Linked DNA regions of Hordeum vulgare: region 1 is linked to region 2. The links are chromatin contacts, called in public Hi-C maps. All regions are on one chromosome and are shown on one strand. The core of a region is the stretch at or near the end of the contact, and the rest is flanking DNA. Distances in the headings are between cores, read along the strand shown. Region 1 holds the start of LOC123447050 (CSC1-like protein RXW8). Region 2 holds the start of LOC123450997 (endo-1,4-beta-xylanase 1-like).

What was found. Hi-C and Micro-C count contacts between places; a contact is called where the count stands out from the background.
Region 1: a contact with region 2 is called in a Hi-C map of leaf, with 2.3 times the contacts expected there. The contact joins the promoter of LOC123447050 here to the promoter of LOC123450997 in region 2. A contact is called at or near these places in 2 of 6 Hi-C or Micro-C datasets (leaf and seedling).

What each region holds. Positions count from the first base shown.
Region 1 is chr4H:7,450,070-7,456,539 of MorexV3_pseudomolecules_assembly, forward strand. It overlaps LOC123447050 (CSC1-like protein RXW8), which reads right to left and starts at 2,473. Exons shown (of 11, transcript XM_045123612.1): 1 at 2,164-2,473.
Region 2 is chr4H:6,779,609-6,785,722 of MorexV3_pseudomolecules_assembly, forward strand. It overlaps LOC123450997 (endo-1,4-beta-xylanase 1-like), which reads left to right and starts at 1,350. Exons shown (of 3, transcript XM_045128011.1): 1 at 1,350-1,808; 2 at 1,911-2,088; 3 at 2,520-4,390. The coding sequence starts at 1,441. The coding sequence ends at 4,190.

The DNA of each region.
Region 1 (6,470 bases), core at 1,223-3,722, 670 kb after region 2:
ACCACCTACAAACAGTCACATGCTGGCCAATTCCATTGCATTTGTTGAAGATAAAGAAGAATAGGACTAACAGGAAACCCTCTCGAAAATGAAGCAAATATTACAGATTAATAATGAACTTTCCTGTTTTATTTTCTTGTCAAACAGATCAAATTTACAAAGACTGAGAAATCAAACCCACGTGATTGACTTAAAGCGAGCAGCCCAATAGAGAAGAAGATGAGGCAATGCTAACTGAATAGCAGAAGCATTTTCTTGTCAAACAGATCAATTTTACAAAGACTGGAAAATCAAACCCACGTGATTGACTTAAAGCGAGCATCCCAATAGAGAAGAAGATGAAGTGGTGCTAACTGAATAGTAGAAGCATCAATTGCTAAGGACGTGCAATATTCAAACAAGAGTAACAAATTTTGGAGCAAAATAACTGGCATTAGACAGGGAAAGATTTGTAGTAGAGAAAATATAGTTCAGACCCAAACTCAAATCAAGCCCAACGAATATGGCTCGTGACAAGCCTCTTTCTTTATTGGGAAAATATTAGCCTGCCACAGATGGTGAACAGTAGGGGTCACACAAATACGAGACAAGAGTTTAGGGGTGCAAAGGCGACTGTAGGAGCCTGTAATGACAAGTGACTGCTAGGTAGATTGGGGGGATTTCAGTGTGAAATTTAGATTTGAAACGGGTCTAGATGCGGTGGGATTTAAATTTCAAAGTATTATATATTTTCTCAAGTAGTTATCCGAATAATTATTGTGGATACAAAGAAGCCCCTAATTATTTGTACATATGCTTATACAAACTAACTATCAAGGTTGAGTACACAAGACGGAAAGAAAACTGGCCAAACATATGATGGATACTCACCCAAAACTAGGTATTGAAGAAAGCTTAGGTGGCCCTGCAGATTATGCCGTTTAGTTAAAGTCTTAAAGCTATATAAGTTGTTTATGTGTGTGCATTTAGCCCAAGCTGTGTTCTGCCGTATTTGTGTTACTGCATTGTAACTATGCAAGCATCATCACCCTTTTCTTGCATGCATGATGCAGATCTCACCTCTATTTTCTATATATAACTACAGGAAATGAAGTGCTTGATTAAAACAAAGCCCGCGAATATCAGATACAAGAGGTTGACTGTAGTGTAAAAGAGTACAGAATGGAATATATATCTGACAAACTTTTAAAAAGAGAATATATATCTGACAGATCCTATGGAGACATGAAGAATCTAACGGATAAAGAAATCTGGTCATCGTCAACGAGTCACGGTGAACTAAGCAATTTCACTTCACAGACAGAGAAATGTTTAAACACTTGGACAGGCCCTTAAACACTTCAGAACTCATACGGTTTGTTCAGCTTCAAAAGCCAAACAGTTCATCGACTAGAAGCGTCCATAGCATCTGCTTTGCTGAACACATAGGTTGAGGCATCCCATCTCATCTGCCCGCAACGTGGCGCCCTAATATTAGAATATCAGCCAAATCCGGTTCTTTTCTTCTTCTTCTTCTGTCGACTGAAGTAACCAATTTATCGACCGGGAGAGTCCACGGCGTCTAGTTCACTCAACATACAGATCAGGTTCAGAAACCCAATCCATCAGCAAACGTCGCAGGCCAAGATTAGAATAGCCAATCCCCTAGGCTACAAATTTCAAAAGGGCGGTTTTATTTTCCATCTTTTGACTTGGAACATAACAAAGGGTTGATCAACTAGAAGTGTCCACAGCATCTGCTTTACTGAACATAGCACATAGGTTAGGTTCAGGCGTTCCACCGGCCGACGAAATGTGGCATCCTAATAATAGATTACCACCCCAATCCAGGTGCTCTCTCCTCTTCTTTTCACTGAAACAGCCAGTCCATCGACTGGGAGGGAGAGCCCATGGCGTCTACTCCTATACTTAATAATGACTCAACATACATACAGAATAGGTTAAGATTAGAATAGCCAAATCACCTAACCCGCCAAATTAAGGAACACCTCGCCCAATCCAATCCAAAACGGGGCACCGAACCAAAACCGAAACACCGGGAGCTGCACCCCGCCGCGGTCCCCCGCCAGATCGCCACGCAAGATGTTACCAAGACTGGCAGGCCGCGCCAAATCCGCCTGCCAGGCTCCGACTTGTAATGACCACGCGAAGAGCATTGCTCACCTGTCAGTCAGGCCTGCGCGGTCGACCGCGTGCGGCGGCGGCGGCGGAACGGGGGAGAAATGGGGCGGGGACGCGGCGGCGGAGGTTGGCCGGGCTGGGGTGCTGGTGGACGGACGGGGATGGGGATTGGGGGGCGATGAGCGGGTTATGTATGTAGCAAGGCAGAGCAGTTGTTGTTGGCGGTGGTGGGAGGATTTGGTGGGCTCCGAGGTGGAAGCTTCGACGGGGAGGATTTCTGTGGGTGGAGGCGGCGGACGGGGGAAAGGGAAAGGGAAAGGGAAAGCGACCCGAGCGCACGACGACTGTGTGGCGACTGGTAAAGCGGGGGAGTCAAAGACACGAGAGCGAAATTTCTTACCGGGGAAAGTGGGGAGGGTACGAACGAGGTGGGGGATGCGGTTGGCTTCTCAACCGTTGCCGCAGGCACGCAGGATGGTGTTTCTTTTCGAGGACTACTTTTTTTAATCTTACGTACTAAAGAAAAAAAATCCCTTCAGTAAATTTTTTTTAGGCCTTTAAGAAAAGTCCCTCGTTTACCTAGGGACTAAAATAGACTTTTTTTTAAGTCTAGTCCCCCTAAAGAAACACCACCTGAATGTCATATGTTGTTTGGCGTGCGGTTCGGACGTGTTGTGTAAGAGCAACTCTAGTAGACCCCGCATCCCGCCCCGATCCGGAAAATAACCGCTAAAATGGAGGTCGGAGCGGGAAAATCTGCCCGATCAAACCCCGCATCTCGTCCCGGCCCGCAAATATTTTGCGGGGCACAGCAAAATCTCGGTCCCAACACGCGTATTCACGGGTTTCCACCTCGTCGTTGCGGTGCCCCGCATATGAGCGAAAGCGGTTGGTGGGGGGATATTTCAGCCCGCGCTTTCCCCCACCAAAGCATATTCCGCGAATATGCTCTTTTACGGGTCCGTTTGGGGGGTCTGCATCTGTCCCAGCCCAGGCCAGCCCGCAAAAGTTGTTTTACACGAACTGCAAACACGTTTTGCCGGCCAGACGAACGCGGGGTTTGCTAGAGTTGCTCTAATTAAACTCTGTATCGATCCATGGGACTGTCCGAACGTGTTTTCCTTCTAAATTGTAGATAAACGTAGGCTTTGCACGGATCGGATCGTTTTCAAACCCGCGTCTGACCGCCTTGATCCATCAAAACCCCTTCCCTTGCCCGTGCACTTCCCGTTCGAAAAAGTTAGAGTCGCTCCAATATATATGTGTCGCATTCATGCCTGGTCAAAGCAGATGCGACTTCTCACTGACGTGGGCATTGAAGCGGCGCGCTTCCTGGTGCAGGCGACTGTTCCACGTTCAAACGACACGATGGACACCCGTCTGTACGTCTGACGTCCACATTAATGCCGCACGGCTGCCCAGACGACTATGCTGGCATCACCCATCCGTCCCTCTGCCACTATAAGTTGCTTCCTCGATCATAGCCACGACCATCCGTCTCCGATCCTTTCACCTCTCTGCGCTACTCCCACCATGGCTTCCTCGCGCTCCAAAGCTCTTTGGGATGGGCGGATGACGGACCAGAAGAAGGAGATGGCTACTATTGCCTTTGGTCGGTTGGTCGACAGGCTACCAGAGGACGACGACATCCTAATGGAGGACGCGGCCAACAATGAGCAGGTGTGCCACCCTCCTTTTCCTTCATGCCACCCTCGCCAGTGCATTGCACCGTGACCATCAGCGGGGCACGTGCCTGTTACATGGACATGGTGTTGGAGGAGCGGCAGGAGCAGTTTTGGGAGGCGTAGGTCGACTCTGTCTATTAGCCACCACCTTCTCCAGAAGCACCAATAGGCGAATGAGCAGCTCGTCGCTGGTAGGGCGATCGCGCCAAAAAGCGGATCTGGTGGAGCAGGCAGCACTGCTTGAATACTACCACTCCACCCGCGACATCCGCCACAACCACTGGCATTACCATCAGCGTCATGCGAAACTGGAGGTCGCCTACAAGGAGTTTGACGAGGCGGTGAACGATGTGTGGGGCAAGACCGGCGATGAGGTGGAAGACACATCCATCAATGAGGAAGAGTAGAGCACAATAGGCCGACGTTGCTCGGGTCCCAAAAAGGCCACCGCTCCTCCCCTTCCGCTGAAGCCAAGCTTGGTGGACTTGACATCGTCGGATGATTAGCCACCTGGCGGCAACGTGTAGGCAAACAACCTCACTTTCCGGGTCTCCGGAGGCGGAGCTGGAGAGCGCCGAGGCATAACTGGAGAAGGCGAAATGTCAGCTCTTGGGGGTCATGGTCGGACACGGGGAATGGGCATCGGCGATCATAGATTAGATGTATTAATATACCTCCGGAGCCGGACGAGCACCGCTTAGTTGATGTAAATATAATAAAATATGCCATATCTATATGAAATCCGTCTTATTTATATAATTTCGATAGTGTTTGCATGAATTTTGTTCAGTTAGTTTGGATGGTGTTTGAAATGTTTCCGGAGAATGTTGGATAGTGCCCTAGTGCATCCGTGTCCGTGGATGGATGCAGAGAAAATTACGGGTCGTCGTTCGAGATGCCCTTAGTGATGCTAAGAATAAAAAGGAATATCACTGTTAGTGTCATTTCTATACATTTTGATTCACGAAATCTTAAAAAATGCCGGAAGAACAATATTAAAATTTCTAGGCATATCTAATCCTCGAATTTTTGAAAATGCAATAATAAAAATAATTTGATGCTCCCTTTGTCCTTAATTACTTGTTATGGAACTAGATGTATCTATGGATTGATGGATCCAAAGCGGCTACCTGGACGGCCATGAGTGCGAAGTTTGTGTGCTCGCAAACCATGGTGTCTTTTTAAAAAATATATCTAAAACCAGAGTTAAAAGTTCTAAAAATATTATAAATAATTCTGTGTAAACTTGTATGTATTCACTATTGATCCATAAAACTTGGTTTTGAAAAAATGTAATTTGTAAGCTGTACAAAAAAACAAATTTCTGGCTCAAAAACAAAAATTCTGGTCCATTTGAAAATACATATTTGTCTTTTTTATATGGCACTTATGAGAATAAAATGAAATGAATTTTTGCACATGTGTAGTATATATGTGTATGTATGTTCGTAAAAAGTTTTTTTAAAAAAATTGTACAGTAAAAAATGTTTTTTTAAACAACCATGATGCCGGTGCACAACTACGAATATTTGGGTGCCCGTGGCTTTGGTTGACATCGCATTCTCACAGTTGCGAGATGGAATGAAGATGGGGCCAAAGGCGATTTTGGCGAGATAGAGAAAAAAAAATGGTTGCCAAGCAATTTAGGGGATTTGGACGTGCAATGTTTTACGTTTTTATTTGCCTTTCTCGGATATCTGTATGATAATAACTTTTATGTTCTATGTGGAAAACAAATTTACGTTTTACACTTGTTTACGAGGACAGGGAACATACGCATACTGGTTTCTTGTTGTGCACTCAAGAGTTAGGCTATTCATACTTTATAATGAGGAACATCATATATTACTATCAAAATAACATAATATTCAACATGATACGTACGATATTTATCTATGTTACTTTTTTTTTCCTACTACATCAACGTTTTTGTTATTTTCGAGTACATATACCGGTTAAGCTACCATCATTATGAAAAGCCTTAAGATAAGGAGCCGATGCAACCGCATCAGTAGACGCTCACAAGGAGAAAGCAAGAGATAAATGGCAAGGTTAACACGAATCATTTTTTTCTTCTAATTAAGTGTTCAAATCGACGGCCACGCCCTTTGTACGTGGTTTTTAGCCATACGCAGGTGGACGGTCGGTGACCAAACTAGTAAAGACAAACAAAACCTGCATAAATAAAATATAGTAACATGCATGTGTCTCACAGGATGCAAAGTGTGCAGCTCCACCGATGTCTTTAGGCTTTGGAACCTCATGTCATTATCAATCTGCATCAGTAATCGTCGGTTCAAATTGGCTATAACCCATTACCCTCGTGCTGTCATTTTCACAGCCTTTAAGAAACTGCGTCGAGGGCAAGGTGCGGTTAGCAGTCGAAATCACGATGATTTGTGGTAATATGTTATTTTCGGTACCAACGTTTTACCCTTTCTCATATTTAGTCGCTTTTATTAGTTAACACTGAGGAAAAAATGGCTAAAAGGTGACCATATGAATCAATCGTGATCTTAAGCTCTTTCTGTTTTTTCCGCGTGGTAGACGAAAGCATTGCATAATTGCACATAATCTATTGGCTACTTTTTCACTAAGGAATGACCTTTTGCTGTTTGGTGCTTTAGACTTTATATGTGGGAATCCGACTCTTCACGATTTCAT
Region 2 (6,114 bases), core at 100-2,599:
TAACTTTTTTTCAAATTTTGTAACATTGTTTTGAAATCTGAAACATTTTTATAAATATTCCAGAACATTTTTTCAAATTCCGGAACATTTTTATGAAAAATCCTAAACATTTTTAAAATATTCGAGGACATTTTTTTAAAAGTCCAGAACATTGTTTCAAATTTCGGAACATTTTTCAGAATTGCGAAACAGTTTCTGAAAATCCAGAACATTTTTGAAATAGAAACAGAAAAAAAGAAACAAAAATAAATAAAGAAAAAAACGAGAAAAAAAGTAAAACTGGTTTAGGAAATCTTCTAGAAAGTTCCCCAAACCGGAAAAAATCGTCTATGGAAGTCTAAAATGTTCCCAAAACCTACTGCCTCAGACATTTTTCACATTAAGCTTCAAATAGGATTTTCCCATCAGATGAGCTAGAGCTCACGCAGTTGCAGAGCTAATGAAAAGAAAGAAAAAGAAAAAACAGATGAAAACAAAGGAAAAAAACAGACGAAGAGAGGGAAGGGTTGGTCATCAGGTGAGCGGGATAGTGCTCGCGCAGTTGCAGAGCTAATGGGCTTGAGCGCACCAAGAAATTGAGTGACCCAGAACTGAGGTTATTCAAAATTCGCAGGCCGAAACAAGACACACCACATAACTGAAAAAAGAAGGAATTGTCTAACGTGCCCATATTTTGGCCGAAACAAGACACACCACAAGCAAGCCAACAGGAGTCCCGCACTCCGGCTACTACCTTAACGTGCCCATATTTTGGCCGACGGTGACAGACCAGCCGCCGGTCCAGCCACTTCTCATCGTATACCCTGAGCATGCAAAAGCGGCTCCATCCCCTGCTTGCCGTAGCCCTCCCGCTGTCGACCCCGATTGGCTCACACAAAATCTCCTGCGCACCACTAGCTCCGGTGTTTAGGAGAGGTCGTCGCCCTCCCCTTCACTCCAACGCCTCCCGCCATGCTCATCCAGACTCCTCCCTCCTACTGGCATCCATCCATCCATCTCCCTAGACACAGAGAGAGAGAGAGAGAGAGAGAGAGCCTTATATTGCAGTGCAAGAATGGATTACGATCATTCAGAATCAGATTGAATTGTCTCCGATAATTCAACTCCTAAGCTGAAGCAACCATCCGCTCCAAGGCATGCATATATGCGGTCTGTGGAGATTAACCCGTGATCCAGTTGCAGATCAAGTGATCGTTACGGTTTGCAGATCAAGCAACCATCTTGTTAAACGGCGCGGAAGAAATTCTTGTGTAGCTTGCATTGCAATCCCAGGCAGATTACTTGCTTGGAATGGTTCGTTGGCCACTCTCTGTCTGGCTCCGAGCCTGCGATCGGTCGTCGGCATATATAGGCACCGGTTATCGACATTAGCCTCACAGCTCAGATTAACCAGCTAGCCACCGGTTATCGACATCACCAGTAGCTTCGACTGGACCAGCAATGGCGATGGGTGGCAACAACAACGAGGGCCGTGTCGGCGACGACGACAACGTCATCCTGAACCCGGAGTTCGACAGCGGGCTGGACGGCTGGTCCGGCAGCGGGTGCAAGATCGAGCTGCACGACTCGCTCGACGACGGCAAGGTGCTCCCGGCGACCGGCAAGTACTTCGTGGCGGCCACGGGGAGGACCGACACGTGGAACGGCGTCATGCAGGACGTGACGGCGCGGCTGCAGCGCAAGACGGCCTACGAGGTCGCCGCCACCGTGCGCCTCTCCGGGGCCAGCAGCGTCTCGCCGTGCGAGGTCCGCGCCACGCTCGCCGTGCAGACCGCCGACGGCAGGCAGCAGTACATCTCCGTCGGCAAGTACGTAATTTTCACTGCATGCCGGATCACGGTGATCGACATTGCCGGCGAAGCGCGTGCCTTTGGTCTCATGCATGCCGGCCGTTCGTGCGTGTGGCGCAGGTTGCAGGCGTCGGACAAGGACTGGGCGCAGCTGCAGGGGAAGTTTTTGCTCAACAGCACCGTGGCCAAGGCCACCATCTACATCGAAGGGCCCAAGGCCGGCGTCGACCTGCTCCTCGACTGCCTGCTGGTCAAGCACGCCCAGAAGGCACCGCCGTGCTCGCCGCCGGACTTCCAGGTGAACGCCATTCCGTTATCTCTCAAGTTGGTCCGTGATGAGCACCGGAGTTCAGTATCCGCTCCATCAGATAAAGCTTTCACGCTTTAGTCACACAAGAAATTGTAGCTAAACCGCCACGTTACTGTTACACAAGTTCTTTCTCAATACCATGCGTCACGCCCGCTTTGCATGCACGGTACGTAACTCTTTGTACATTTTTACTAGAAGCATTGACAACATCGATGAACTGATCAACCATGCATACCAAAAATCATCATGCAGTGCAAATATCCGCTCGACAAATATCTAAATTCATAGATCATCTCACGATAACTACAAACATTGCAGAAAGCCAAAGATCCGTCGTCATCATCGCCTCTTCCACATAAAAACCGGACAAAGCTTGTTGTAGTAAAAGGAAGTTGTTTTGATCCTTGTTTTTTTAACAGAATCTTGAGTATGGTGCCAACATCATCGAGAACAGCAACCTCGACGACGGCCTCAACTGCTGGTTCCCACTCGGGCCGTGCGCGCTCGCCGTCCGTGACGGCTCGCCGCGCGTGCTCCCTCCCATGGCGCAGGAGTCTCTGGCACTGGACGATGAACCGCTCAACGGCAAGCACATCCATGTCACCAACCGCACGCAGACGTGGATGGGCCCCGCACAGATCATCACCGACAAGCTCACGCTCCACGCCACGTACCAGGTCTCGGCCTGGGTCCGTGTCGCCGGCCAGATGAGCGGCGCGCAGAACATCAACATCGCCGTCGCAGTCGACAGCCAGTGGGTCAACGGCGGGCAGGTCCTGGCGCGCGACGAGCGGTGGTACGAGATCGGTGGCTCGTTCCGCGTGGAGGCCAAGCCGGCGTCGCGCGTCATGGTGTACGTCCAGGGCCCCGACGCAGGCCTGGACCTCATGGTCGCCGGCTTCCAGATTTTCCCCGTGGACCGGAAGGCCCGGGTCAAGCACCTCAGGAAGCTCACCGACAAGGTGCGCAAGCGTGACGTGGTGGTGAAGCTGACGGCGGCAGACGGAGCCGTGCTCCAGGCGGCGGAGTGCGTGGAGGTGCGCGTGCGCCAGGTGTCCAACAGCTTCCCGCTGGGCGCGTGCATCATGCGCACCAACATGGACAACGAGGACTTCGTGGATTTCTTCACCAAGCACTTCAACTGGGCCGTGTTCGGGAACGAGCTCAAGTGGTACTGGACGGAGCCGCAGAGGGGGCAGGTCAGCTACGCCGACGCCGATGACCTCCTCAAGCTCTGCTCTGATAATGGCATGTGCGTGCGTGGCCACTGTATCTTCTGGGAGGTGGACAACATGGTGCAACAGTGGGTCAAGACGCTCTCCACCGATGACCTGTCCGCCGCCGTCAAGAGCAGGATCGACGGGCTGCTCACCCGGTACAAGGGCAAGTTCCGGCACTACGACGTCAACAACGAGATGCTGCACGGCTCCTTCTACCAGGACAAGCTCGGCAAGGACATCCGCGCCACCATGTTCAAGACGGCGAGCGAGCTCGACCCCGACGCGCTGCTCTTCGTCAACGACTACAATGTGGAGGGCATGTGCGACATCCGTGCCACGCCCGAGGCGTACATCGAGCAGATCATCGGGCTGCAGGAGCAGGGCGCGCCGGTGAGCGGCGTTGGGCTGCAGGGCCACGTGAGCAACCCTGTGGGTCCAGTGATCCGCAATGTGCTGGACAGGCTCGCCGTGTTAGGCCTGCCGCTCTGGTTCACGGAGCTAGACGTATCGGCGGAGAACGAGTACGTGCGCGCCGACGACCTGGAGGTGATGCTGCGGGAGGCGTACGCGCACCCGGCGGTGGAGGGCGTCATGCTCTGGGGGTTCTGGGAGCTCTTCATGAGCCGAGACTCGGCGCACCTTGTCAACGCCGAGGGGGACATCAACGAGGCCGGACGCCGGCTGCTGCAGCTGAAGAAGGAGTGGCTCACGCACGCGCACGGCCAGGCCGACGAGAACGGAGAGTTCAAGTTCCGCGGGCATCATGGAGCGTACCACGTCGATGTGGTCATGCCCACCGGCTGCAAGATCACGCAGGAGTTCACCGTCGATAAGGACGACTCACCCATGGTGCTCAACATCAATGTGTGAGCAATGCACACGCATGTTCCATCGATAACTCGATATATATGGCGGGGAAGAAGCCCTAGATACTCTACGAAGCAATGGTTATAGCATATATGGTAATCTATGCCCGGATCGATGTCCAAGAAATAAGGGTGTTTGTGGGAATTATCATGTTCATCAACTTGACCATGCTATATACATGCAAATATACAATTGGTATGGCATTTCTATGGTGTGTTTGTAATATAACAAGATGTTAAACCAGATTGATATGTTTGCCTTTTAATCCTGAACATCAAGCAAAAGAAGAAAGGCGACTCTTCATGTACGATGATTGTTGTTCTAACGTGCTGGTTTTGTATGACATTTGCACGATGACTTCATAACTCTCTACTACAACAGAGTTTGTCCAGATCCGATGAAGGAGGGATGATGATGGTGGTGCACCCTTAGATTGCTCTAGTGATTGTAGTTGTTGCTAGGTGGTGTGCATGTGTGAATGTAATTTCTATTACTTCTGGTTTTCTTTGTACTACCATAACAATTGATGAATGGATTAAAATATTTCCCGTAAAAAAATTCTAAACATATGGGTGCTTATTTCGATAAACAAGGTTTCCTCAACGAAGTAGTTGATAATGCACCCATCGTTGGCGACCTCAACCTTACCCGTAGCCATGAGGACCGAAACAACTCTAACTTCTCCTCAAAAGCTGCTTGGTACAATGATTTTATCAACGATGTTTTCTTCTCGTATGTTGTGTATATAGTTTGGTTGCCTACACCCCCTATCCCCACTCACCAAAAACACATACACGGGTAACCTCAACACTCAAACAATAGGTTACCAACACAAACACTATAGGCACCACATGGAAATTTGAGAAAGCATTACGCAGTACATTAACAACCATAGTCATGTAATGTCATTATTAAATAAACATGTCCTAATAACCACACATAGTCTTAAACCAACACACACTACTAAAAGACACACTAACGCTTCAATGCAAATGCCCCGACGCGCTCTTTGCACCTAGACACCACCTCATCACTAGAGATGTTGAAGGCAATGACATTAAAGCTGTCAGGAGTCAATAGGTTGAAGGTGACAAGGTACCCGATCTATAGCTCATGAGTGATGCGTCTCAAATGTATATGTATTTTTTTATTGTTTCATGCGATGTTTATATCGGTTTGGCATAGGTTTTGCACCAATTTATATGAATTTTCTAGACCAACCTATTAGTTCAGTATCCGGTCTGAGCTGTTGTTTTCTGCATGGTTTTGGTTATGTAGGTAAATCAATTTTATCGGGCTAGAATTTTTGCGAAAAAATCAATGAATTTCAAGTTGAGAAGGTTTCGAGGAGCATCTACATATATAACTCACTGATTTTGTGTCGCGATGCGATACGAATGTTTTGGGAACCCCGGGTTCCGGTTTGGGGGAACTCGTCAAAACTCGCAGTTTTGGCCTATTCCGTCCAGTTTTGTATGCTATTACTCACTGAGTTTGGTTCCGCTAGGAATCAAATGTTTTGGGAACCCCTGGGTCCGCTTACACGGAACTCGTCAAAACACGCAGTATTGGCCTATTCCGGCCTGTTTTGTATGCTATTAGTCACTCATTTTGGGTCCCGCTGCCATCCAAACGTTTTGGAAACCCCGGGGTCCCGTGCTACCTCTTGAGCTTGCGTTGGTTTTTCCCTTGAAGAGGAAAGGGCGATGCAGCAAAGCAGCGATAAGTATTTTCCTCAGTTTGAGAACCAAGGTATCAACCAAGTAGGAGTATCAAGATGAGGCACCAATGTACCTGCACAAAAACAAACAAACTTGCACCCAATGCGAAAAAGGGGTTGTCAACCCCTTCACGATTGTTTGCCAGGTGAGATCTAAAGGTGAAAAGTGCAACAAAGGATTATTGGTATTTTTGTAGATCTGAATAT